Linked DNA regions of Sus scrofa: all the other regions are linked to region 3. A link is a contact called in public Hi-C data. All regions are on one chromosome and are shown on one strand. The core of a region is the stretch at or near the end of the contact, and the rest is flanking DNA. Distances in the headings are between cores, read along the strand shown.

Region 1 (4,435 bases), core at 1,264-3,763, 280 kb before region 3:
CCCCCGACATTCCATCCTTCTGTAGGAAGGCTCACTGGAACACGCTGTGCTATTGGATCTTGGATCGTCAATTCTTTGTTCCATTGAGCAGTTTATCTCAATGGAATTATACGTGTCTGATATGGTGGGGGTTTTTTTTCTGTATAAATACGATCCTATCAATACAAGGGCCTTACTACATACATGCTGGAGTAGGTCTACAAACCCCAGTGTGCCTGATCTGCAAAGGCTCTATGTTTGCCACTTGCTTGGCAGATGGCACCAATGCCAGGGCCAAGCTCATAAGAGGAGCAGCTCCTGTTGGTTGAATGAGGGATTTGTGGTGGTGAGAGATGTGAAAGTATGGATGGGTGAGGGGCTTAGAGCAGGGGAGGGGGAGAGAGTGAAGAAGGAGCCGGGCTCTGTAAGCATGAGCTGACCTCAGCCTGTCCCAGACTCTAGCCTCTAGCTCCCAACCAGAATATCTCCTTCCTTCTTTCCAACCTCTCTTGAAATGCTTGTAGAATATCATCTAGAGGAATTCCTCCTCCTTCTTCTTTTTATCACTCTCACCAAATAACTTTTTAGTAGCACCTAGTGGTATATTGAAAAACTGTCACTCTTTAATATATTAATTTATTCATTCAACAAATATCTTGGAATACCTATCACGGGCTAAGTTGTGCTAAACACTAAAAATAAATAATATCCGTGTGTGTGTGTGTGTGTGTGTGTGTATGAAATACAAAAATAATGAAATAATGCCATTGCAGCAACATGAATGGACCTAAAGATTATCATACTAAGTGAAGTAAGTCAGACAAAGACATCTATCATATGATATCACATATGCAGAATCTAATAACAATGATACAAAATAAGTTATTTTAAAAATAGAAACAACTCACAGATCTCAAAACCAATCTTATGGTTGCCATAGGTGAAACTGTTGGGGGAGGGAAGGATTGGGAGGTGGGAATAACATATACACAGTACTGTGAAAAAGAGATGATTAATGAGAACCTACTGCATAGCACAGGGAAATCTACTCAATAGTTTTTAACAATCTATTTGGGAAAAAAAGAATGGATATATTTATATGTATGACTGATTTACTTGGCTGTACACCTGAAACTAATACAACGTTGTAAATCAACTATATTCCAATAAAATTAAATTTAAAACAAATCAGGAGTATTTCCTACTTCCCCAAAGTTTACAGCCTCTAAGCTCAAAGCTTATGCTCATCTGATGCTCAGAGCGACTACTTTTGAGCTAAGAACTGTTATGTCTTATGATGAGGAAACTGAGATCATTTAGCGAAAGGAAGAAGAGGGAGGAAATTCCTGGTTACTGATTTCTCCCATAGTATGTGTTGGGAGACACGAGAAGATAGGACATAAAAAATAAATAAAATAAAAGCACAAAGATATTAAGTATAGATGCATTAGTTTTCTCTTAAAATTATTTTTGAAAGAGGAATTTGTGGCCTTGACTCCAGGTATCGCCACTCCAATCCCTTCTCTTTTAAATGCCTGGTCATTATTTGGCCACCTTTCCAACTTTAGGAAACACTCAGGAATGCCACACTAGGAGGGGTTTCCTTTGCAGGTCTGGCTATTGTAACTTTACGAGAAACCGTTCAAACTTCCTTTTACCACTTACAAAGCACAATTTTCTGAATGAATTTCATATTCATTAAACAGTTAACCCTTCGCCTTTCTGACTCACACTTTTGACATTATTACTCAGCCTTTAGAGTGAGATAAAGCCTCAGGCAGCTTTTATGTACATCCTACACACATACTCACACAAACATACAGCACACATATCTACATCCTTACAGGCAACCACTAAGAAACATGCACACACATGCACACCTAAACACCACACGTATACAAAATAAAATATACAGCAATGTACATTCATTACACAGGTAAACATCCTTACCCACTCACCTGTGCACACAACACAATCACACATCCACTGGCATGCCTCTGACTTTGTAACTCTATGAGAGGAAGGAAACAGAAAGACCCCACATACTCAGAGTCCCAGCTGAAGACATAAGAACTGTGTCTGTGCAGTGAGTTTGGGCTGTTTTCTCTTTTAAGACAAGCAGGATATCACTGCCATTGATGCCTGTTGACCCCTCACTTCCATCCCTCCCCACGGCTAGTATGTGAAGATCATCTTTGCATCAAATGAATGATACTGTTTTTTTTTCTTTTGCTGAAGGTAAAATCATGACTATTATTGAATAAGGTAGAAATGAACTCCTGAATTCCAAACCCTGATATAACATAGCTGGTTTACAGCAGGTGCTAGGTAATATTAGCTGCATGAAAGAATGGATAGAGGCTATTTCTATTTCATTAGATCAAAACACAATATCTAAGAACCCTCAGTCCAGACCCTTCACATGTTAAGTGAGGGTTCAGGGACCCAGAGGGCTACGTGGTCAGCTTGGAGTCAGACTGCTAACTGAGAGAAGGGGGTTTAAGCCATAATTTTCAGTACCCAGTGAACTTGGTGAGTGAGGCCACACTATTGGGAAGCTGTTCTCTTCTGCTGCATCTATCTTTTTCTTAACATTCAAACCAGAAGTCAGTCAGATAGACGACACGAAGTAAAGTGGGATTTGGGGCAATTACCCAGTGAGACCTTTCACAGAGAGCCAAAACAAGCAATTTAATTTTCCACTTTGAAGTTGCTGTCTTTATTTTAGTAGTTAAAATAGCCTACTTCGACCCAAATTTGTCCATGTGGATTTCCTTTGCTTCTTTGAGGGTTTGACTTATCTTTTGAGAAAAAAGAGAGAGAGAGAGAGAGGAAGAGACAGAGAGGGACAAAGAGAGATGTGGGGGAAGAGTCTTAGGAAATGTAAACTATAACAATTTTTTGAGTGACGTATGTCCGACAAAGACAAATATAGATGATATCATTTATATGTGGAACCTAATAAAAATGATATAAAGGACCTTATTTATAGAACAGAAACAAACACACAGATTTCATAACCAATCTTATGGTTACCAGAGGTGAAACCGTTAGGGGGAGGGAGGGTGGAAATAGAATAATAGACATTACTGTATAAAAGAGATGATTAACAAGAACCTGCTGCATAGCACAGGGGAAAATATTCAATAGCTTGTAGTAACCTATGTGGAAAAAAAATGGATGAATTTATATGTATAACCGATTCAATCTGCTATACACCTGAAACTAATACAACATAGCAAATCAGCTATGCTCTAATAAAATTTAAAAATATTTAAAAAATTAAATTGAACTATAAATATATTAATAAGGTGATAAAGGGCTCAGACCTTGTGTCCAGCTCACTGTTGCTTAGATGTGTGCATCTGCATACACTTGTGTAACCACCACTCAAATATAAGGCAGAGAATATTTCCATCCCCTAAAAGCTTCCTTGTGTCCCTACACCTCCTGACATAACCTCTATCACTATAGATTTGCTTTCTGTAACCTTGAACTTTATATTAACCATACAGTGTGCCTTCTTTTGTTTCTGAAGTCATTCATCCAACATAATAGTTGCTAGATTAATATCTATGTTGTTGCATATATCAGCAGCTTGTTTTTATTGCTGAGTTGTGTTGTGTTGTATAATCATACCATAATTTATTTATCCATTTTTATGTTGATGAACATTTGAATTTTTCCCAGGTTTTGTTTACTCTGAATCAAGATTCTTGTAAATATTTTTGTGCATGTCTTTTCATATATTTTATTTCTCCTGTGTGTATGCCTTGGGATAGGGTTTCTGGATTGTAGTGGGAGTAAATTTTTTGCTCTAGTGCAGAGTTCCAACAGCTTTTCAAAAGGGGGTGCCCCTATTCACACTTCACAAGCAGTGCATGGAGTTCTAATTATCCCTCTTAATAATACTTAGCATTGTTTATCTTTTACAAAATTTTAGCCATCCTGATGATGATGAAGTTGTACTGGTAGCTTATTGTAGTTTTAATTTACATTTTCCTAAGTAATCTGTATGAAATGACTGTCGAAGAGTTCTGTTTTTGGGGCATTTTCAAGTAGGTACTTGTCCTTTTGTTATTAAATTATAAGAGCTATAAATGTATTCGATGTATGAGTCTTTTGTTAGATATAAACAAATATGTACATTATTATAAAAATCTTATCCCAGGCTTGCCTTTTCACTTTCTTGTATCCTGTTTAAAAAATATCTGCTAATTCAAAGTATGGAAGTACATTCCTTTTTTTCCCTCTAGAAATTTACCTTCACATTTGGTGTATATTCCATCTATAATTAATTTTGGGGTATTGAATGGCACACAGTCAAGATTTACCTGTTTATCTCCAGATATTGAAGAGTCTACTTAGAACATCATCCTCTCTCTTCTAAATTGCCTTGTGACTTATCATAAATCAGGTGACTGTGCATGTATGGTTCTGTTTCTGGATTCTCTCT
Region 2 (4,170 bases), core at 1,509-4,008, 300 kb before region 3:
GGATGATGCGTTTTTTTGCCATTGGTGTTCCCTTCCCTAGGGGATGTTCCCTTCCCTCATGCTAGCATATCTATCCTATCTGTCTCAGCAGGGACCTTCCACTCCCCAGAGAAAGAGTGCTTATACAATTTGGGAGTTTGGGAGGCAAACCAAGGCACATGTAACCACTGGCCAGAATTGGGCTACTCTCAGAGCCTGCACATTTGTCACTGTTCTGGGCCATGCAGGGAATTTTATGAAGCAGTTATTGCTGAAACCTGGGATATTCAAGTATTCCCTATGCCTGGAAGGTACACCTATCCCCAGTGTGTCAGAGAGGTACCTATACTCCCAGAAGCAGAAGTTTCTGGGGTTTAGGTGAGGACGTCTACTTGCCTATAGGTATAAGACCATTTTCTAAAGTGGTGTTTTGCATAACGAAGGTGATATTCTCAGGTTACATTCATCCAGAGGCAGCAAGACATTGTGGGGGAGCACAGAGATAAGGGCCTCAAATGGCTGAGATTCACATCCCTACTTTTGTTACCTGCTCAATTAGAGTTGAAGGCATTTAGTGAGTTAAAATACATGAGGCATTTAGAACAGTGCCCGGCACAAGGGCAATCCTCTATTGAGGTTTGATATTAATATTACCATTTGGTTTCACTGTTGAGTTGGTTCAGGGCACAGGTCTGGCACAAAGTGCGATGTGCTGGCTCCCTGCTCCCACCTCAATAACAGAATCTTCGAGTACCTTGGAAACCTATTCCAATGTCAAACCACTACACCATCATCAGCTAATGTGGCTAATCCTACACCATCGTCGTTCTCATCCCCAGAATTATCCTTCCAGTCTTGGAACTAATAACATCATTCTAAAATTCTTGATGAATGCAGACCCCTCCTAGTTGGGTTTCCAACCTTCCAAAGTCCAACCCCAGGCCAGCATTTCCAACTTCATCTTTCTAACACGCTTTTCCTAAATCACAGCATGTGTTTTCATACCACGCTGGCTCTGCTCTCACTCTTTCTAGTGTTTTTTTTTCCTCCCTTCTCTGTCTGTTAAACCAGAACCTTCGTTCATGGCCCAGCTCACAGTCCTCCTTTGGGAGACCTTTTCTTGCTCCGCTCTTATGGATGCCGCTGGTCTCTGTGTTGTGAAAGCAAAAGGACGTAGCCATTGCAACTCTGTCGTACCGGAGACCGCTGTTGAAACTATTGTCACTCTTGCTCACCTGCATTCTGCGGCAATTATGTGAAGGATGAGCTCCTAAGGGTCTGACATGGCACCACACCCTCTTCACTTCTGTACATTCCTTGTACTTAGCTCCTAACTCCATGACCCCCCACCCCCGCCCAAAGGATTACCAAATGCCAGTCCATCTAGAGGTCCTGCCAGTGCCTTCTCCAAAACAGCACTCGAACTCATGTACCACGTCAGCTTGACCACAGTCATTTCTTACCAGGTGTACTTCAACAACCCCCAGAATTAGCTCTCACCTCCTGTGCTGGCCCCACTTCAGGTTATTCCCCAAAGAGTCATCAGAGTTAAAATGTAAACCAAAGTGTTACCTTCTCACTTAATGAACTCCCTTGCAGTGATACTGAAACCTACATTTTGACCTTTTCATGCTTCCCGCCCCTTCTCACCCATTTGGAACAGTCCCCTTCTGTTGCCTGGCTCACTGCCCTATGATCACACTCATCTTCTTTCAGTTTCTCCAACAGACCAAATTACCCTTTTTTCCCCTTCAGCCTCTTACTCATTCTGTTCTCTCTGCCTGGAAAGCTCAAGCCTTAATGTTTCTAGTTGCTAGCTTTGTAAAGCCTTTAAGTCTCAGCTTAGAAGCCCCCTCCCAGAGAAGACCTTCCATCTAAAATGAGCACCCGGGAGTTCCCGTCGTGGCGCAGTGGTTAACGAATCCGACTAGGAACCACGAGGTTGCGGGTTCGGTCCCTGCCCTTGCTCAGTGGGTTAACGATCCGGCGTTGCCGTGAGCTGTGGTGTAGGTTGCAGACGCGGCTTGGATCCCGCGTTGCTGTGGCTCTGGTGTAGGCCAGTGGCTACAGCTCTGATTCGACCCCTAGCCTGGGAACCTCCATATGCCGCGGGAGCGGCCCAAGAAATAGCAAAAAGACAAAAAAAAAAAAAAAAGAAATAGCAAAAAGACAAAAAATAAAATAAAATAAAATGAGCACCCTCCCCCGCCATGTACTTCCTTATACTATGGAACCAAATACTCAGATCCTTCTTACTGCTTTGAGGATGGGTGACAATTGTTATGTGTGTTTTCCAGTGGTTTATTGTTGGGCTCTTCTCTACCAGACCTGGAGCTCCATGATGGCAGGAATCAAGTTCATTTTGGCGTCATTCCCTTCTTAGGGCCAACCATAGAGCCCAGCACACAAGAAGCAAGAGCAAAATGTGCTAAGTGAATGACAGTTCATCAGTGGCCTTGGAGGCACAAGGACTCTCAGAGCAAGAAGGAGACTCAGAGCTACCTGGTCAAAACCCTTCATTTTACAAGTGAGAAAATCAAGGTATAGGGCTTGGCATGAGTTCTCCTGAGGCCCCCTCGTTAGCATCTGCCAACCTCTCCTGGAGTTTGGGGGCATCCTTCATTATCAAGTTCTCATGCCCTAGGCATCTAGAAACTATGCAATAACTAGAGATCATTAATGAAATAATCTGACAGGAAAACCAAAAGCTTCATGCACTTCAACCTTTCACTGTGAAATGAAAGCAAAGCCGAAGGAAATGCCATCTGACTAATTTCTAACCAAGGCAAATCTTCTCTCTTAGTCACCCCCAAGACAAATGTCAATGTTCTGCAAGCACCGTGAGAGCTGCCAAGGTCCATGGCAGCTTCCCAGATCTGCTGTGCCCTGCAAGGGGATCTGGGATCGAGTGCAGAGCTGAGTGGCCTGAGTGCTTCTCAGATAAGCAGAGAGAAGCTGGCACTTTAAATAGACACCCCTTCCTTCTACTAGGAACTGTTTTCTACCAGTCTGTGGCTGTGAATTTATTGTTTCTATTCTTGTTCCTGTTTCTTTCGATCTCTGGGTCTCAGTGTTCTTGCCTCTGCAATAGAGTGGTTGCTATGGAGGTCTTTCTGGCCTTGGCATTCTATAAGTGTGCTTTATGGAGTTAGGACTCAAGCTTTAATGAGTTACAATTCACAGAGCATTTTATTCAGATCTACCGTGTTCACAAAAGTAGGTGATGATTTCAATACCTATTAGCCTCCCATTGGCGTCCTCTACTGTTCTAAGCAAGCGTGAGATCCTGGTGAATCCTGAAGCTCACACCTCCTGCTTTCTGCTCCCTCAGGCCTTGCTGTCTTTGGAAGACCAAGATATTCAGAGGAGAGGGGGGTGGTCTCAAAGCTGATGGTAGGGCTTTCAGAAATGCAGGGGAGCCTGTTTGATCACAAGCAGCCTTTGCAGGACCGCCAATATCATCACCAAATGCCAGGTCACCCAGTGCACTTACTATTTATTCTACAAATATGTACTAAGCAACTCAATATGAGATGCATTGGGTTAGGTGCTGGAGAATCAGAAATAGAAAATGATCCCTGTCTTCTAGAAATACACAGATTCATAAGGAGATGGGCAGTTAAGCTATTTCAGTGTAGTAGTGAGATGTGTGAATTAAGAAAGCTGCTTTTTCTTGGAAGACTCCATCTTGGGGCGTTGGAAAGGGCTTCTCAGAAGAGCTATGAGGACTACCTGATGGAAGGTGGGAAGGAATCTTCTCGGCAGAGACAGAGGAGATGACAACATCAGGTGGAGAAGCCTTAGTTCACAAAGGTACAGCGTTCAGTTTGGTATCCCCTGGGAATGGTGACAAATATAAGATGATTTTGTGGTGACATCAGGGAAGGGAGAAGATGAAGAGGAGAGTGGAGATGATTCTGGGGGAGCAGGTTGAAACTGGATTGAGAAGGGTCTTTTATGCCAGGTTAATGGGCTTGGATTCCATTCTACACCCACAGGTGGAGATTCCGATTAATGTGGGGTGTGTGCATGCATGCGACATAGTCAGGTGTGATATTTAGGAAGACAGTGGTGTCTAGGGAAGGATGGAGAATGTAAATGAGAGAAGCATGACGGAATACAGCTTCTGGGGAACTGTGAACATTCTGGCAGCTACACTGCTGATGAGTAAAGGGGAGACAAGCTTTGGAA
Region 3 (4,345 bases), core at 737-3,236:
TGTGTTTAGCCTCTTCTGCGCTGGGGTTTTTAGAAGAGAAAGCTGACAGGTATTCTCCGTGTGGGAGCTGACATTTCAGAGTCGGACAGAGCTGTATCTGACCCTTTGTTCCACTGCTAACTGGCTGTGTGTCTTTAGTGCCCCGAGAGGATCACTGCCTCCCCTTCTGCAAGGCAAGGAGGAGGGCTGGGGGGAGAGTGAAAAAAGACGACCTGTATCAGCGGTTCTCAAACCTGAATGCACAAGAAAACCACCTGAGGAACTTTCTGGATGCCCAAGCCCCACCCTCAGACCCATGAAAACAGAATGGGAGTAGGGACCAGCTCTGGCATTTCAAAAATTGCTTCAGATGAATCTACTGTGAAGCCTGGGTTAAGAAAAGGCTGATGTGCATGGAAGAGTTAGCATGACTTAGAGCCGATCATCAATAAATGGAAGCTTTCAGGGTGTGTGTGGGGGGATTAGCCCACGGCACTCAGCCCACGGCATGCACTCACTGGGGCTATCCTGTCCCCTGCAAGTTCCAACTCACCCACGGTGGCAAATAGCCTGAGGTTAACGCATCACCCCACTCATAAAATATATCTGCATCACAGAGCCTAATGGAGCCCTTAAATCACATCATGGAGACAGCTTGGGGCTCCACCTGATGCTGATTCCAGGACTGAGGTGGTTGCTACAGCCGGGGCATCTGGGGTTGGATACTAATGTCCGTTAATGCACAGGAACTCAGGTCCTTTAGGGACCCAGCAAGCATACTCCTGCCCTGTGGGGACCACCAACTTATGAGATGCTCCGGAAATCCTTTAGAGCTCATCAAATTTACCCCTTGTTCCATCTGTTCGCTCTAGATATGGAGCAGGGTGTGTGTGTGTGTGTGTGTGTGTGTGTGTGTGTGTGTGCGCGCCTAGGTAAATGGACTCCTGACCCCAGTGTCAGGGACCTGGCTTCTCTCCCACTTTGTGCCAGCCTTAGTTCCCAAATGAAGAGCCTGAGGTAGAGCCTGTACCAAGGTAGTTTATTTTGGAAGCAATCCCAAGACCATGAGTGAAGCACCAGTGAGTAAAATAGGAAGGAAGAAACGTGAGCATCAGTTCGGGCATGACTGGGAGTGACTGACTGGGAGTGAAATATGTCTCAGAACCATTCACCTGGGAGAATGAGAAGGGGAAACGTTTATCCAACAGTGCCAGCTCCCTTTGGGTCAGGAGTGGCCCCTCCAACCTTAACCTCTCGAACAGTTCATCCTTAGAAGCCAAGCAAAGTTGTACAGTGAGCCAGAGAAGCCTGGGGAAGGAGGATTAGCTGCTCCACCTCCCCTGGCACACAGGCTGTTGGAACTGCATGGAACAGTGCACAGAATACGGGGCCGGGAGGGTGGGAAAGAGTGTAAAAAGGTGCCTCACACTCAGCCTTCCACTCACCCCCCCCAACACCACCACAGCAGGTGTTCGGGGCACCATCTCATCTGGTCCTCCCCCATTCCCAAGCAGCTGGCATCTTTTTCTTCCTTTCACAGACTAGGACCTTGAACCTCAGAGATGTCAGGTAACTTAGAGTGGCTGAAGGGGACTCAAACCCAGGCTACACACCTTGGACTCCTCCTTTCTTCACCCCTGAGCTGGGGAATGGAGATTCCAGACACATCACTGCATCTTTCTGATTCTTGGTGTCCTTGTCTGCAAGATCACGCTGATAACCTCTGCCTCCTTCCTGGGTTGTGATGAAGAACGAGAAATGTGTGTAAACTATAAAAGGAAGTACATATGCAAGGACTTTTTTTTTTCTTCAAAAGGCAAAAAAGGAAGGAAAGGAAAGGAAAGGAAAGGAAAGGAAAGGAAAGGAGGAAGGAAGGAAGGAAGAAAGAAAAAGAAAGAAAGAAAGAGAAAGAAAGGAAGAAAGAAAGGAACAGTACAACAGCATGTGCTGGTAGCAGAGGAAGGGATGGACATGTTTGAAAGCCACATCCATGACTTGGGTGGTTCTGCTTGAATAGACAGCTGCCACAAAGAGCCTGGAGCTGAGGCAGATTCCTTCTGTTTAGGGGACAGCCTTTCACTGGGGTTCAAATAAACATCTAAGTAACCGGGGGCAGAAGAACGGTTGCTGGGTGTGCCTCTGGTTATCCTAGAGAAACAAAAGCTAAGAACTACAGTTTCTCTCATATGAAGTGGAGCAGCTTTGCAATTGAAAGACAGAGCAATCCGCCTGGAGCAATTATGTTTTCATTATTATTCCCAAGCTGCTGTGTCACAAATCACATTTTCCATCCCCGGGCGTGTTGGTGCAGAGCTGCTGACTGCAGTTCCCATCATTCTACCAGCTGACTGCTCCAGCCGGGCCCTGGGAGCAGCGAGCCGGTGTCTCATTAACTGCAGTACCTGCACACAGATTGCAAACCCAGCGGAGCAGATGCTGTGTATTGAGGAAAACCTCCTCGTTTTAAAACGACCACAAGGTCCTTTTTACTATCAAATTCCTATTGGGATTTTTCTAGAAAGAAAGACCGTGAACCCCTTGAAGATGTTTGTGTCGACCTGCATTACAGCTCAGCTGAGACTGCTGAGGCTGGGCGTAACTTTGACTCGCAGGCACAAACACAAACACGCCCAGGCTCCATTGAAAAGTGGCAGACTTGAGAGCGCAGGGGCGCTGCCAGGCTCATGCCGCCATCATGTGGCCATAGGAGGAACTGCACCGAGGACAGGGGACCGCCAAATTTGCTATGGACTGTTGTGTCTTCCTTCCTCCAGCCCTTCCTCCCTCTCTCTCTCCCTTTTTCCTCTCCTCCTTCCTTCCTCTTCTCACTTCCCTCTTCCCTTCTTCCCTCCTACTTTCTTACACTGTGACAAACACTGGGATACAAAAATGCATCTGAGACGCCTTGTGCTTTTAAGTAGCCTGGTAGAAGGAGAGGAAAAGGGGAAGGGAAATAATTAAGTTCCACGGTTTCCAGCCCCTTCTCCTGGGTTCCTAAGAATGATCACAGTTAATTCTCACAAAAGCCCTGTGTGGGAGGGGGCATTACTGACACCAGTTGTCAAATTAATTTGAAGGGTCAGCCAACAAATCCTTGATTACTTGGTCATTAAAATAGATCAGGCAAATTCAAAGTCAAAATCGTGCAGTTTATATTTTAAAAAAGCTGATTCTTGCAAAACTTCACAAGCGTTACATCTAGGGGCGCAAATTATGCTTTTGCTTACTTATAGCTCTGAATAAAAATCAGTACTTTACCTCCAAACAGGCCTTAAGACCACGTCCTTATCCATTTTGCTATTAGATTATTTGTCAGTTCTAATTCTTAACTTGTCGACGCTCTTTGCATACTGGAGATATTTTCCTTTTCTGTGTTATATGAGTTGTAAAACTTTCTCATAATCAGTTATGTTCTTTACTTCTTCATGGAGTTTCTTAAGAGTTAGAATATTTTAAATTATTGTTTTTAACAGAACAAGCTGCTAATTTTGTTTCCCCTTAATAGCTTCTGAGTTTCTTATCTTGATCAGGAAGGCATCCTCCACCTCGAAGTATGATAGAATCTTATTTAAATATTAACACTGATTTTGTAATTTTATTTTTATGTTTATATTTAGTCTCTGTGAATTTATTTTTGTACTCTATTTAAGTAACCTTTGTTTTTATCCAAATGGAAAATTGCCTCTGCATAATTAAAGACAATTTTTTTTCCTTTTTAACTAAGGCACATTTATCATAGAATATGTGCCCATATATAGCTAAATCTTACCTTTTCTATCACCTTATTTATACTGTTCCACTACAATGCTACTTTTATTTGGTAGGGCAAGCCCCCACCCCTTACTAATTTTCTTTGACAAAATACTTTTAGCCGTTCCAAAATAACTCCTACATCACATACATATACACTGTCTGAATTTTTATAGTAAAGAGGCATTACTTTGGTTGATAGCAACTACCTTCACTTCTGTGTCTAGTGTAGGCTTCATGGGTTTGTTGGATGCCAGGGAAAGCCTGGGCCTGTCTCTGAACCAGCTGGAGGGAGTTGATTGAACCAGACTAAATCAGTCTTTTTGAACTGAATTGAACTGAATCAGATTGAATCACTGTTGTCAGGGGAGGGGTCTCATGGCTGCCAGGGGCCCATCCCTAATAGTAACTGGAGGTTGTTCTCAGTGAATGGGGTGGTTGTGAGATGGGCAGAGCCCCTGATGTTTCCTGTGTTCCTTAATCCCGGTTTATTTTAAAAATCACACACTGATTGCTGTTTATATCCCAGGGCTTGGGACTGGGGACTCAAAACTAAATCAGATTGAGGCCTTTTGGGTGAAGAGCTCGGGGTCCAGGAGAAACTGACACATGGGAA

The links. Hi-C and Micro-C count contacts between places; a contact is called where the count stands out from the background.
Region 1: a contact with region 3 is called in a Hi-C map of retroperitoneal adipose tissue, with 1.6 times the contacts expected there. The contact joins two enhancer-like sites. A contact is called at or near these places in 3 of 47 Hi-C or Micro-C datasets (embryonic fibroblasts, retroperitoneal adipose tissue and skeletal muscle) and 1 of 2 datasets of contacts at active chromatin or transcription factors (skeletal muscle).
Region 2: a Hi-C map of subcutaneous adipose tissue shows a contact between it and region 3, with 2.1 times the contacts expected there. The contact joins two enhancer-like sites. A contact is called at or near these places in 5 of 47 Hi-C or Micro-C datasets (embryonic fibroblasts, fibroblasts, heart right ventricle and 2 more) and 1 of 2 datasets of contacts at active chromatin or transcription factors (skeletal muscle).

Annotation. Positions count from the first base shown.
Region 1 is chr4:12,904,683-12,909,117 of Sscrofa11.1, forward strand. No RefSeq gene overlaps it. Among named protein-coding and RNA genes, the nearest start is that of MYC, 450 kb to the left of the region's middle. Within about 2 kb of position 2,514, at least 1 of the 83 cell types and tissues checked has an H3K27ac peak or open chromatin away from gene starts, as enhancers often do. A contact at or near this core is called in retroperitoneal adipose tissue, where this site is marked.
Region 2 is chr4:12,882,968-12,887,137 of Sscrofa11.1, forward strand. No RefSeq gene overlaps it. Among named protein-coding and RNA genes, the nearest start is that of MYC, 420 kb to the left of the region's middle. Within about 2 kb of position 2,759, at least 26 of the 83 cell types and tissues checked have an H3K27ac peak or open chromatin away from gene starts, as enhancers often do. A contact at or near this core is called in skeletal muscle and subcutaneous adipose tissue, where this site is marked.
Region 3 is chr4:13,181,480-13,185,824 of Sscrofa11.1, forward strand. No RefSeq gene overlaps it. Among named protein-coding and RNA genes, the nearest start is that of FAM84B, 260 kb to the right of the region's middle. Within about 2 kb of position 1,987, at least 22 of the 83 cell types and tissues checked have an H3K27ac peak or open chromatin away from gene starts, as enhancers often do. A contact at or near this core is called in retroperitoneal adipose tissue, skeletal muscle and subcutaneous adipose tissue, where this site is marked.